2 separate regions of the Mus musculus genome follow, and region 2 is linked to region 1. The links are chromatin contacts, called in public promoter capture Hi-C maps. All regions are on one chromosome and are shown on one strand. Each heading gives the region's core, a stretch centred on a gene start, on an enhancer-like site or on the middle of the called end of the contact. The rest is flanking DNA. Distances are from core to core; before and after follow the strand shown. Region 1 has its middle 19 kb from the start of Srsf1. Region 2 overlaps Cuedc1 (CUE domain containing 1).

What was found. Capture Hi-C pulls out chosen DNA fragments and counts their contacts.
Region 2: a contact with region 1 is called in a promoter capture Hi-C map of adipose tissue. The contact joins two enhancer-like sites. A contact is called at or near these places in 16 of 115 datasets of contacts at active chromatin or transcription factors (bone marrow-derived macrophages, craniofacial prominence, embryonic basal ganglia and 10 more) and 3 of 9 other capture datasets (adipose tissue, liver and pancreatic islet).

What each region holds. Positions count from the first base shown.
Region 1 is chr11:88,025,743-88,031,090 of GRCm38.p6, forward strand. No RefSeq gene overlaps it. Among named protein-coding and RNA genes, the nearest start is that of Srsf1, 19 kb to the right of the region's middle. Within about 2 kb of position 2,124, at least 60 of the 459 cell types and tissues checked have an H3K27ac peak or open chromatin away from gene starts, as enhancers often do. A contact at or near this core is called in adipose tissue, embryonic basal ganglia and forebrain, where this site is marked.
Region 2 is chr11:88,185,202-88,190,549 of GRCm38.p6, forward strand. It overlaps Cuedc1 (CUE domain containing 1), which reads left to right. Exons shown (of 11, transcript NM_198013.3): 7 at 1,860-1,931; 8 at 2,793-2,886; 9 at 3,582-3,640; 10 at 4,854-4,924. The coding sequence ends at 4,921. Among named protein-coding and RNA genes, the nearest start is that of Mrps23, 17 kb to the right of the region's middle. Within about 2 kb of position 2,595, at least 283 of the 459 cell types and tissues checked have an H3K27ac peak or open chromatin away from gene starts, as enhancers often do. A contact at or near this core is called in adipose tissue, embryonic basal ganglia and forebrain, where this site is marked.

The sequences.
Region 1 (5,348 bases), core at 874-3,373:
GTATTTACTGACTGTATCTAGGTCTTCATGGGGTTTTTGTGGGTTTTGTTACTGTTTCCCGATGGTGTTTCCCTGTGTAACCCTGGGATGTCCTGGAACCTGCTTTGTAGACCAGACTGGCTTCAAATTCACAGAGATTTGCCTGCTTCTCTTCCCAACTCCCAAGCCCCCAGTGCTGGGATTAAAGGCATGTGCCACAACTGATGGTTTTGTAAGACTCCTAGGAACCTTAGCTTACTGGGGACCTCCCCTCCCCGTGAGTGAACTGCGTGGAGCTGGGATCCATGCAAAACCCAAGAGGAATTTATTGTTCCAGTGCATTGGGGTTGTGCCAGACCCAGAGGAGAGGTGGCGACCCCCCAGCACCCGTTCAGCAAGTTTTTATATGGTTTCCAGGGGCAGAATAGAGAGAGCATCAGCAACTAGGCACAATATGATTGGCAGAACAGTGCACCCTTTAAACTGATTGGTCTTTAGGGAAAGAGGTGACAAGGCCTTCTCTTGTCTGAAGGTGGGCAACAGTCGTCATGTAGAATGTGACCCCACCCACAAGTAGTCCCAGGCCTGTGGTCAGACCAATGTTAATTAGGTTCTCCCTAATTAACATTAGGGTTAAGTGTTCTATGACCTTCCCAAAGTTCCTAAGCTGACCTTTTCAGTTTAGGTCTTTGGGGGTTTTTTTGTTTTTGTTTTTTGAGACAGAGTTTCTCTGGCTGTTCTGGAACTCATTTTGTAGACCAGGCTGGTTTCGAACTCAGAAATTTGCCTGCCTCTGCCTCCCGAGTGCTGGGATTAAAGGTGTGGGCCACCACGCCCGGTTTAGGTCTTTGTTTTTAAAAATCTGTGTGTAGGTCAAGTGTGGTGACACATTTTTAATCCCATTTCTTGGGAGGCAGAAGGAGGGGAAGCAGATCTTTGTGAGTTTGAGGCCAGTCTGGTAGCCTGGTCTTCATAGTGAGTTCCAGGACAGCTAGACATACATAGTCTCTGTCTCAAAAAAAAAAAAAAAAAAAAAAAAGCCGGGCGTGGTGGCGCACGCCTTTGATCCCAGCACTCGGGAGGCAGAGGCAGGTGGATTTCTGAGTTCGAGGCCAGCCTGGTCTACAAAGTGAGTTTCAGGACAGCCAGAGCTACATAGAGAAACCCTGTCTAATCCCTCTTGGCTTGGGGATGTAGCTTAGTGGGTAGATGGTAGAGCACTTGCCAAGCTAGTATGAAACCCCAGGTTCAATCTCTAGCAGCACAAAATTCTACATGGTGATTTAAGTCCTATATCCAACAGGAGAAACAGTTCAAGGTCACCCTCTGCTATATAGGCACTGCAAAGGTGGTAAGTAAGGCCTCAGATTGCATTCTCACTTAGGTAGGTATGATGGTGTGCTGCTGTTAACTAAAGCAGGGAGATCACAAGCCAGCCTGGGGCACCCAGGAAGACCCTGTCCCAATGAAAGAGCAAAATATCCCCTTTCAGTCTCTGTCTTGTGTTGTCATCTTCCCAGTAAACAACACACAGACACACACAGACATACACACAAACCCAGACACACCCTGCCATTCTTTTCCCTATCCACCCACTCAACCCAAACCTTTGATAATTTGTCTGGTCTTAAACCTGCACATCTTCACTTCCTGGAAATGCCCTCAGTCCAGGGCAGCCTGGGACTGGATGTCCTCTCGTGATGCCCCAGTCCCCCTTCATCCTTTCCACAGTATGCGTCACTGTTGTGCTGCTCTGGGTTGGCATTGTGCCTCAGAGAATCCTCAAAGGATGAGACCCAACCATCCCTCACTCCAAGCCGGTGCCCCAGGGGAATGATGTCTTGATGAATTACAACAGCCTTAATGTGCCTTGGGCAACAGCAGATGCTGTGGACTGCTTCCGAAATACCTCCCACAATCTGAGTTTGGACATGAGCTCTCCCAGTGTTGGTGCTGTCTTGGGAAGTTGTCTTGGGGTGTTGCTGTCTTGGGAAGTTGCCAGTGCTCAGTATGAAGGACCATGAAGGGGACGCCCGCTCTGGCTTCTTGCCTAAGCTCTCCGCTTTCCTGATTAGCCTATAGGTTAGAGGCTCCCATGGATCTCTCTCCCTTAAGTTGCTTCAGTCAAGCACTTTGAATAACAAAAGAAATGACTGAAAAAGAAGCTGCAGCACCAGACCCAAGAATGCCTCCCTGCTGACAGCCAGGCCTGAGGGTTCTCGGCCCAGCAACAGCGATGTGCATTTCTCTCAAAGCCAAGAAAGAAGATCTGGGATCTCAGGTTGTCTTTCCCCCTACATTCATCCCTTCCAGAGTCCTCAAAATAAACACGAGAGAACTGTTCCAAGGACTATAACGGCTTCATGCATATATTTATTGACTCAGGATTAAGTACCCCCAGATTTGGGAAGGGTTCCCCTCCCTGGCATATACTACAGAGACCACCACTGCCACAGTGAGTACTTTTGTGCCTGAATAAATGTTCACAAATGTCCAAAGAAAGGCATCCGAGAAAAGCAGCCAAGGACTCGGGAGGTCGACAACTCTTCTGACCCCGTGCTCGGCTCCTTCAGGCCGGGCCTTTTTATTCTAATCAAGAGACTGCGGGGACGACGATTAGCTCATTGAAGGCAAGAACAAAGTCCTGGCTCCCATTCCCGCTGCAGCCCAGAACTGGGCACAGTGGGAACTAAGGAAGTCCTGTATAGACTGCATTGGGTGCACCAGGCACCCCTCGAGAGGGAGGAGGAGGGAGGGGAGGATGGAGCATCGACTGCAGCAGTCTCTGGGCTACTGGAAGTTCTAATAAAAAGCCTGCCAGATCTTTAAGGAGCGCTCCAGCGCCAGCAGGCTCTGATTGCTCATTGTGTTTAGTTATAATTAGCAGCCCATTCTGCGATGGCAGAGCAGGCAGTGAGCAGGAGCAGGGAAAGGCTGCCGCCCTCACAGCCACCAGGCCCCATCCCTGGGCTGCAAAACCCAGGCTCCTCCACTTCTAGCCTTGCCTACCCCGCATCCTCAAGGCTGGCTAACTTTGACCACTGATTCTGAGCCAACCCCAAACCCCATTCATATGCCCAAGGGGAGCTGTCTGCTGATTAAGGAAGAGCTTGGGACACTGGGAAGTAGGGCACACCTTTAATCCCAGCACTGGGAACACAGAGGCAGGAGGATCTCTGAGTTCAAGGTCAACCTGGTCAACAGAGTTAGTTCCATACAGTACACAGAGGAATCCTGTCTCAAATAGGAGGTGGGGGAAGAAGAAGAAAGGGAGGAAGAGGAAGAAGAAAGGGAGGAAGAGGAAGAAGAAGAAAGGAAGAGGAAGGGCTTGGGCTGAAAATGAACAACCCAGGTCATCAGTCTTGATGGCAAGTACCTTTATTTATTGAGCCATCTAGTGGGCCCCATGCCTTCCTTCTATCTCAGTTTCTATGTGACTGTGTGTGACTTGTCCCAGCAGAATGGTCTTAACTATTTTAAACTGTGACCTTTGAAATAAAGCTTATGTTACATAGTGATAGAGAACTCACATATGTATACGCCAATAGGAAACAAGTTTCATGAAATACTTATTCAGACCCTGCCTGGCATGGCAGTGGCACACACTTTGATCCCAGCATGTGGGAGGCAGAAATAGGAGGATCTCTGTGAGTTAGAGGCCAGCCTGGTCTACACATTGAGTTCCAAGATAGCAAGGGCTCAGAGCTCTGTAGAGAGAATCAATCTCTCCCTCTCTCTCTCTTTCTCTTTCAAGAAGAAGAAGGAAAATCCTTATCCAAATCAAGTGTACTGCATATTCCAGCTTGTGTGTACAGTACATAATAATCTATATGTGGTATATTATTACCCTGAGTTTTACTTCATAGAGAATAGCCTTGAAGTTCTGCCCAAAGTTCAGTACATACATCTGAATTTATGACCCAGCATTGGGTTGAGACCAGTGGACAAGAAGAGGCCAGTTATCTCTTACATTATAAATTAAAACTGTTCAAGCCCAGCAGTGGTGGCCTACACCTTTAATCCCAGCACTTGGGAGGCAGAGGTTGGTAGGATTCTTAACTTTGCCAGCCTTGATCTACAGAACAAGTTCCAGGACAGCCAGGAATACACAGAGAAATGCTGTCTTAAAAAAACAAACAAAAAAAAAAACCAAAAACACCCCCCCCCACACACACAAAAAAAAAAAAAGCTGGGTGTGGTGGCGTACTCCTTTAATCCCAGCACCCGGGACGCAGAGGCAGGTAGAGTTCAAGGCCAGCCTGGTCTACAGAGTGAGTTCCAGGACAGCCAGGGCTACACAGAGAAACCCTGTCTTGGAAAACAAAACAAAACTTAACAGACTGTTCTCTTCGGGAGGTACTTTGACTGCTACAGAGAGAAAGAATTCTAAAGAGCTGGAAGCTCTCTCTAAAGCCACTAAGACTTAATGGTAGAGGTGGGGTCTGAGCCTATCCGTGACCAGGATAAATTTTTGTACACTTTGGGGAGCTTCAGAATCAAGCTGTTCCCAGAAAAATCACAGAAGGTACCCGTCCTTCGTCTCTTCAACCTGCAAGCTAAAACTTCTTAGGTGGGGTCCCTGCAACTCTTCCAAATGCCACAACTCCGAGGTGCCGGGGAAGGTGGAGATTTATGTAGTCACAGCCACAGGAAATGCTGTAAGCTAGGATTGTACTTTTGGTTTTTTTCCACAACAAAATCAGGGCATGCGGCCTCATAAGTATTTCAGAGGACAATAGGCTCTAATAGTTTAAAACTGAAACTGTCCTGGAAATGCCCCAGGATATTTGGGATCACATGGTTACAGTGAGAAATGGAGACCGGACACCAAGAAAGTCAGAAGGAAGGGGACCCTCCCTCCATGTATCCAGGTTCTTTACTCAAATTTGGGGACGAATGTTTTGGGTTCCTCCAACTCCCTGGAATATTAGAATCTTCTAATATCCTGGAAGTGTTTCACTACTAAGTACTTGGGTTTAAGTGCTTTAGAACAGCGGGACCCTCAGAGAGATGAGACATGGAGAGTGAAGGAAGTGGGAGTCAAAGTATTTCCCAGTCTTCTTCACACTGCCTAGGTTGGCGGATCCTTCCTGGCCTGGGTCCACTCCTATATCATCCCCAGAGACACACACATACCTCTCTCCCTCTGTGTCTCTGTTTCTGTCTCCGTTGGCCTGTCTGTCTGTCTGTCTCCCACACCTACCCTGCCCTAGTATGCTCAGCCAACGCTGCCCTCAGCCACTTGACTGTAGCCAAAGGTGGCTACTGTTGGAGAAAAATGACAAGAAACTGGGCTAGGCTGAAATTTCACAACTGGCTCTTTTTTTCCTGGACCAGTTCCATGAAAGAAAGTTGATGTAATATTTACC
Region 2 (5,348 bases), core at 1,345-3,844, 160 kb after region 1:
GCCCTGAGACACCCACTGCCGTGTGTGGGAAAGAGAAATTCTGTGTATGATGTGCAAGATGCTTTAACAAGAACTGCCAGAGAAGGGGCCAGAGAGATGGCTCAATCAATGGTTAAGAGCAGTGGCTGCCCTCCCCCCCCAACCCCCGCCCCCCAAAAAAAAAAGAAAGAAAAAGAAAAGAAAAAGCCGGGCATGGTGGAGCACACATTTAATCCCAGCACTCAGGAGGCAGAGGCAGGTGGATTTCTGAGTTCAAGGCCAGTCTGGTCTTCAGAGTGAGTTCCAGGACAGCCAGGGCTATACAGAGAAACTCTGTCTCGAAAAACCAAAAAAAGAAGAAGAAGGAGAAAGAGAAGGAGGAGGAAAAGGAGGAGGAGGAGGAGAAGGAGGAGGGGGAGGGGGAGGAGGGGGAGGAGGAGGAGGAGGAGGAGAAGAAGAAGAAGAAGAAGAAGAAGAAGAAGAGGAGGAGGAGGAGGAGGAGGAGGAAGAAGAGGAAGAGGAGGAGGAGGAGGGGAGGAGGAGGAGGAGGAGGAGCAGTGGCTGCTCTTCCAGAGATCCTGAGTTCAATTCCCATCAACCATATGTTGGCTCACACCATCTATAATGGAATTAGATGGCTTCTTCTGTCATGCAGGCATACATGCAGATAGAGTACTCATAAGTATAAACAAATATCTTAAAATTCATTAAAAAAACAAAACAGAGGGCTAGAGAAGCAGGGTTTTATAGTCTCTCCTATGACCGCCTCTCCAACTCATTTCAGACTACATGTGACTTCCCTTCAGTGCCAGCAGCACTGGGGCTGACAGGCCAGAGTGAGGACTGTATTAGTAAGATGTATAGACTATAGCAGAGCTTAGATTGGGAGTGTGAACAGAGACTCTGTATTCATCCTTGGCTCCTGGACTCTGAATCTTGGGTCAGTTCCTGCTATCACCCCATATCCATATTTAAAAGGGATCAGCCGTGTGTTTTTCAGGAGCAGACCCTCCGTCCCACAGCTGAGCTGGGAAGGCAAGAACAGAAGGGTAAGGTGCCCCCGCTAATCCCAGCTCAGAGAAAGAAAATCCCATAGAACTGATTCCTAAGCAAGCAGCCAGGAGCTTAGGCCTCACCAGATGTTCAGCTGGGAGTTTTCTTGTCCTTGATTCCAAATTAACAAGGGACACTGGAGCTGCTGAACTGGATCAGAGTGACTGAAAGGGAAGTTAGCAGACAAGGTGACTCGGGATGAGCCAAGTTACAGGACGGTGAGCTGCAGCCCAAGGATCCTGAGAGACCCACGCAGGTGGCTCACTGCGTTCTGACTCTTGGCTGAGCCCTGCTCTTGTTCCCGTTCAGCATCTGGGAGGCGTTCTTGGCTCTCTGTCCTTTCTGCTTCAATTCACGAGAGTTAGGATGCACAGAGGGTCATGATGTGCTGGCAAATGGTTAACCTTCTGCTCTGGGTGCAGGAGAAGGCTGATATGCAGGCTGGGGGGATTTCCGAGACATAGATCTCCCTACCAGCTCACTTCAAACCACCATCATGGCTTTGAGGACATGGGACTGCTAGAGAGGCTGGAACCCAAGGCCAGCCAGTTTCCCATACGTGCAGCAGATCTTAAGGCTGCCCTTGTTTGCTCCGAAGAGGAAAATGTACCTTGCAAGAAAGAAGTACTCTTGCAACTTGCCTTAAACTCCTATAGCAGGGAAGAAGCCGGGACTTGTTCTGTAATAAGAGAACAGACAGAAACAGGGATGGAGGGTATCCTCTGACCTCCTTCCCTAGAGCCTTGGCCAGGTGCTCACTCTATCTCTTAGTGGGACCTCGGAGACCCAATGGGCCTGGTCCCTCAGCAGGTGTCTCCTCCTTCCAGGAACCAGTGAAACCAACCCCACTGTGTCAGAAGATGCCTTATTCAGGGACAAGTTGAAACACATGGGAAAATGTGAGTCTTGCCCCTTTTCCCCTCCTTGTCCCAGCTCTCTTGAGGCAGGCCCTGTGGCCTCATGAGAGGGAGAGAGCCCCCCCTTCCCCCCCCCGGAAGATTTTTAATGCTATTGACTCTTGCTGAACTCCGGGTGACATTTTAATCACAGGCTAGCTCCCTCAGCCTTCCTGCCTTACTTTATTCTGCAGCTGAGTCTGGAGACAAATTAAGTTTAAATCCTCTTGAGCCAGCTGTCTGTTGGAAAATAATGTGTGTCGGTGTTCACATTCTCTGTGGCGTGAGGACTTGGCCGAGACTGGAGTCACTGGCTGAGTCTGCTTTCTGTGGGAATGGCAGACATTTTGGGATAGGGGAACCTCGCCCCACTGCCCGCTTTTTTTTGTCATCCTCCCGTCTCCAGTCTCATAGACCCATAACCAGCGGGGATGAGGCTGGAGCCTTTCAAGGTTTTATTTCAGGGAAAATTTCCGATGACTCATGGAAATCCTAGGACCAACTGTGGAGGTGGCTGGGGAGGGGCGGGAAGGCCGTGGCAGCCAGCAGCGGGAAAGAAAGCCAGGAGCCGTGGTTGTGTGGTTGTCCGCCTCTAGGGAAGGAATACCCGGATCTTGGTCTGGAGGCAGGCTGCTGTGTACTTGACGAGTGCTGGCCTGTGCTGCCCCCGGAGGCCGACCTGGGATGGCGCACTTGCTCCCTAGGTGGCACTGGTGTCTGCTGTTCCTGTCACTTTCCTCTTCCCAGTCCCCACCCAAGGGGCCTGGTGTGGCGCTCTGCCTGGCTGCCCCCAAACCTGGAGGGAAGCCATCTGATGCTCTGGCTCTCTGGAGCATTAAGGGCTCACGAGTCTTTCTGCCCCAGCTACGCGCAGGAAGCTGTTTGAACTCGCCCGAGCCTTCTCCGAGAAGACCAAAATGAGGAAGTCAAAGAAGAAACATTTACCGAAGCTTCAGTCGTATCCTTCTGCTTGGCCCTGGGGTGGGGTGGGGAGCACTGACAACAGTGATGGAGATCCCGGCTGAACCTTCCTCGGGAGTGGGATGCGGCTCTGCGGCCGCCCCTCCTTGATTTGTGAACCAGGAAACCCCGTCATCAGCTCCTGTGTTCCTTTCCCCGGGGACACCGTCCTTCCAGTGCCTTCTTTACTTTTGGCCTTAAGTCATCTGCATTTTGGGAGAAAGACATCGTCTTCCTATTGAAATCACCGAGTCTTCCCCTAATTTTACTAGAACTGGTTCATAGGTCCCTGCAGCTGTGTCTCCAGAGGCCTGCTTTTTTTTTTTTTTTTTTTTCCTCCACTTTTGGCTTTTTGAATGAAAAAAAGTTTCCCTGTCTTCACACCAAAGTTCTCATCCGTGCTTATCCACAGGGCCCTGGATATTGAAAACTGAGTAGTTGAAGGAGAACGGGGGAAATGTCACTCTCCCTGTCCCTAGTGATGGGGGCAGAGTAAAGGGGTCGGGCCTGGCTAGCTGGTCCATTGATCCCAGGAGAGGGTCCTGGAAGGGACACCATTAGGCAGTTTGGGAACGGGAGGGATAGTAGAAGCCTCTGAGGTTGGTGGGTTATCAGGACAGAGCACAGGCAGATTGAACAAGCTGTCGCAGTACCCATCCGTCTCTAGAATAGTTTTCCTGAACAGTCCGGCAGGCTGGGGGCTGCTGCATCCACAGCCAACCTCCTGGATGACGTGGAGGGCCATGCTTACGGTGAGGCAGGTCAGGGGACGTTGAAGTCTAAGTTGCTTGGGATGGGTGACCCTTCAAGAGGAGGTCCTGAGGGTCTAATATTCAGCAAGGGAGCACTCAGTCTGGGGGACATGTCAGGGGTTGGCAGACAGGTGGCCCACAGAAATGTGGTCCCTTGTCATGAGGTGCACACACTGACACCTGCTTCCCATCATCCCTGAAGAGGAACCCAGGGTGCCAGGCACTATTCCCAGAGAATGGTCCCTAGGGAATGAGGGATAGACTGGCAGACCTCATACACAGACAACCATAAATTAGAAAGGCTCAGTCTAGCATGCAGCAGTGGTACACACCTTTAATCCCAGCACTTGGGAGGCAAAGGCAGGCAGATCTCTGTGATTTCAAGGCCAGCCTGGTCTACAGAACGAGTTCCAGGACAGCCAGGGCTACATAGAAAAACCTTGTCTTGTAAAACCAGAAGAAGGGGACTGGAGAGATGGCTCAGCAGTTAAGAGCACTGGCTGTTTTTCCCTAGGGCTTGTGTTCAATTCTCAGCAACTACATGATGGCTCACAACCATCTGTAATGAGGTCTGATTCCCTCTTCTGGCATTTGGGCACACATGTGGACAGAACACTCATATCCATTAAATAAATAACTAAATAAAGATAAATACTATATCTTTTTTATATTAAAAAAAGGAAAACCAGAAGAAAAAGTAAAAAAAGGAAAGAAAGAAAGAAAGAAAGAAAGAAAGAAAGAAAGAAAGAAAGAAAGAAAGAAAGAAAGAGAGAGAGAGAGGGAAATGAAAGAAAAAGAAAGAACTTTTTACCCAGCCCCTTCTAAAGGTCATAAGGGGTCAAAAGACCTCTCTAGGCCAATCATGGATGAACCCTCAGCATTAGGCTCTTAAAGGGTCAGGAGACACCAGATACAAAGACCAGAGGGCCCTGAGGTCTTCTGGATAGTCTATCACTCCTATCCTGCTTGATAGATTAGAAAAACCAGGGCCCAGACAAGGGTGAGACTTGGCCAAGGCCACAGTGCTCAGTGGTAGAGTCAGGCCAGCGCCCAGGTTGCCTCTGCCTCTTTTACTGTACCCGCATACTGCTGCTTGCGGTGTCAAGATCCAAGCAAAGGGTCAGAGGTCAAGCAGCTCCCCTGCCCAGCCTGAGGATGGGCCCACATGAGGTTCTGCAGAGTGGAAGATGAGGCCTTTCCCTTTGCCTTTCAGAGGAAGACTTCCGGGGTAGGCGGCAGGAGGTGCCTAAGGTGGAAGAGGCCCTAAGAGAAGGACAGTAAGAGGTAAGGCTTGGGACCACAGTTTCCAGGGGCAGCTAGGGCAAAGGCCTATTACCCATCATGGGTACTTCAAGGATCCAGAGGTGCTGGGCTGGAACATCAAGTATCAGTGGCCTTTTCTTGTTTTCTTGTGGCAGGGCACATGGTTTCCCCCTGTAAACCAGCATCTCTCTATCTCTATCTCTATCTCTATCTCTATCTCTATCTCTATCTCTATCTCTATCTCTATCTCTATCTCTATCTCTATCTCTATCTCTCTCTCTCTCTCTCTCTCTCTCTCTCTATCTCTATCTCTATCTCTATCTCTATATCATCTAACCCTACTACCTTTGCACTGGTTATATAAATGAGGCTGGCTTTGAACTTCAGACCCTCCTGTCTCCACTTCCCAAGCACTGGGATTACAGACTTGCTGTCTCACTCCTGG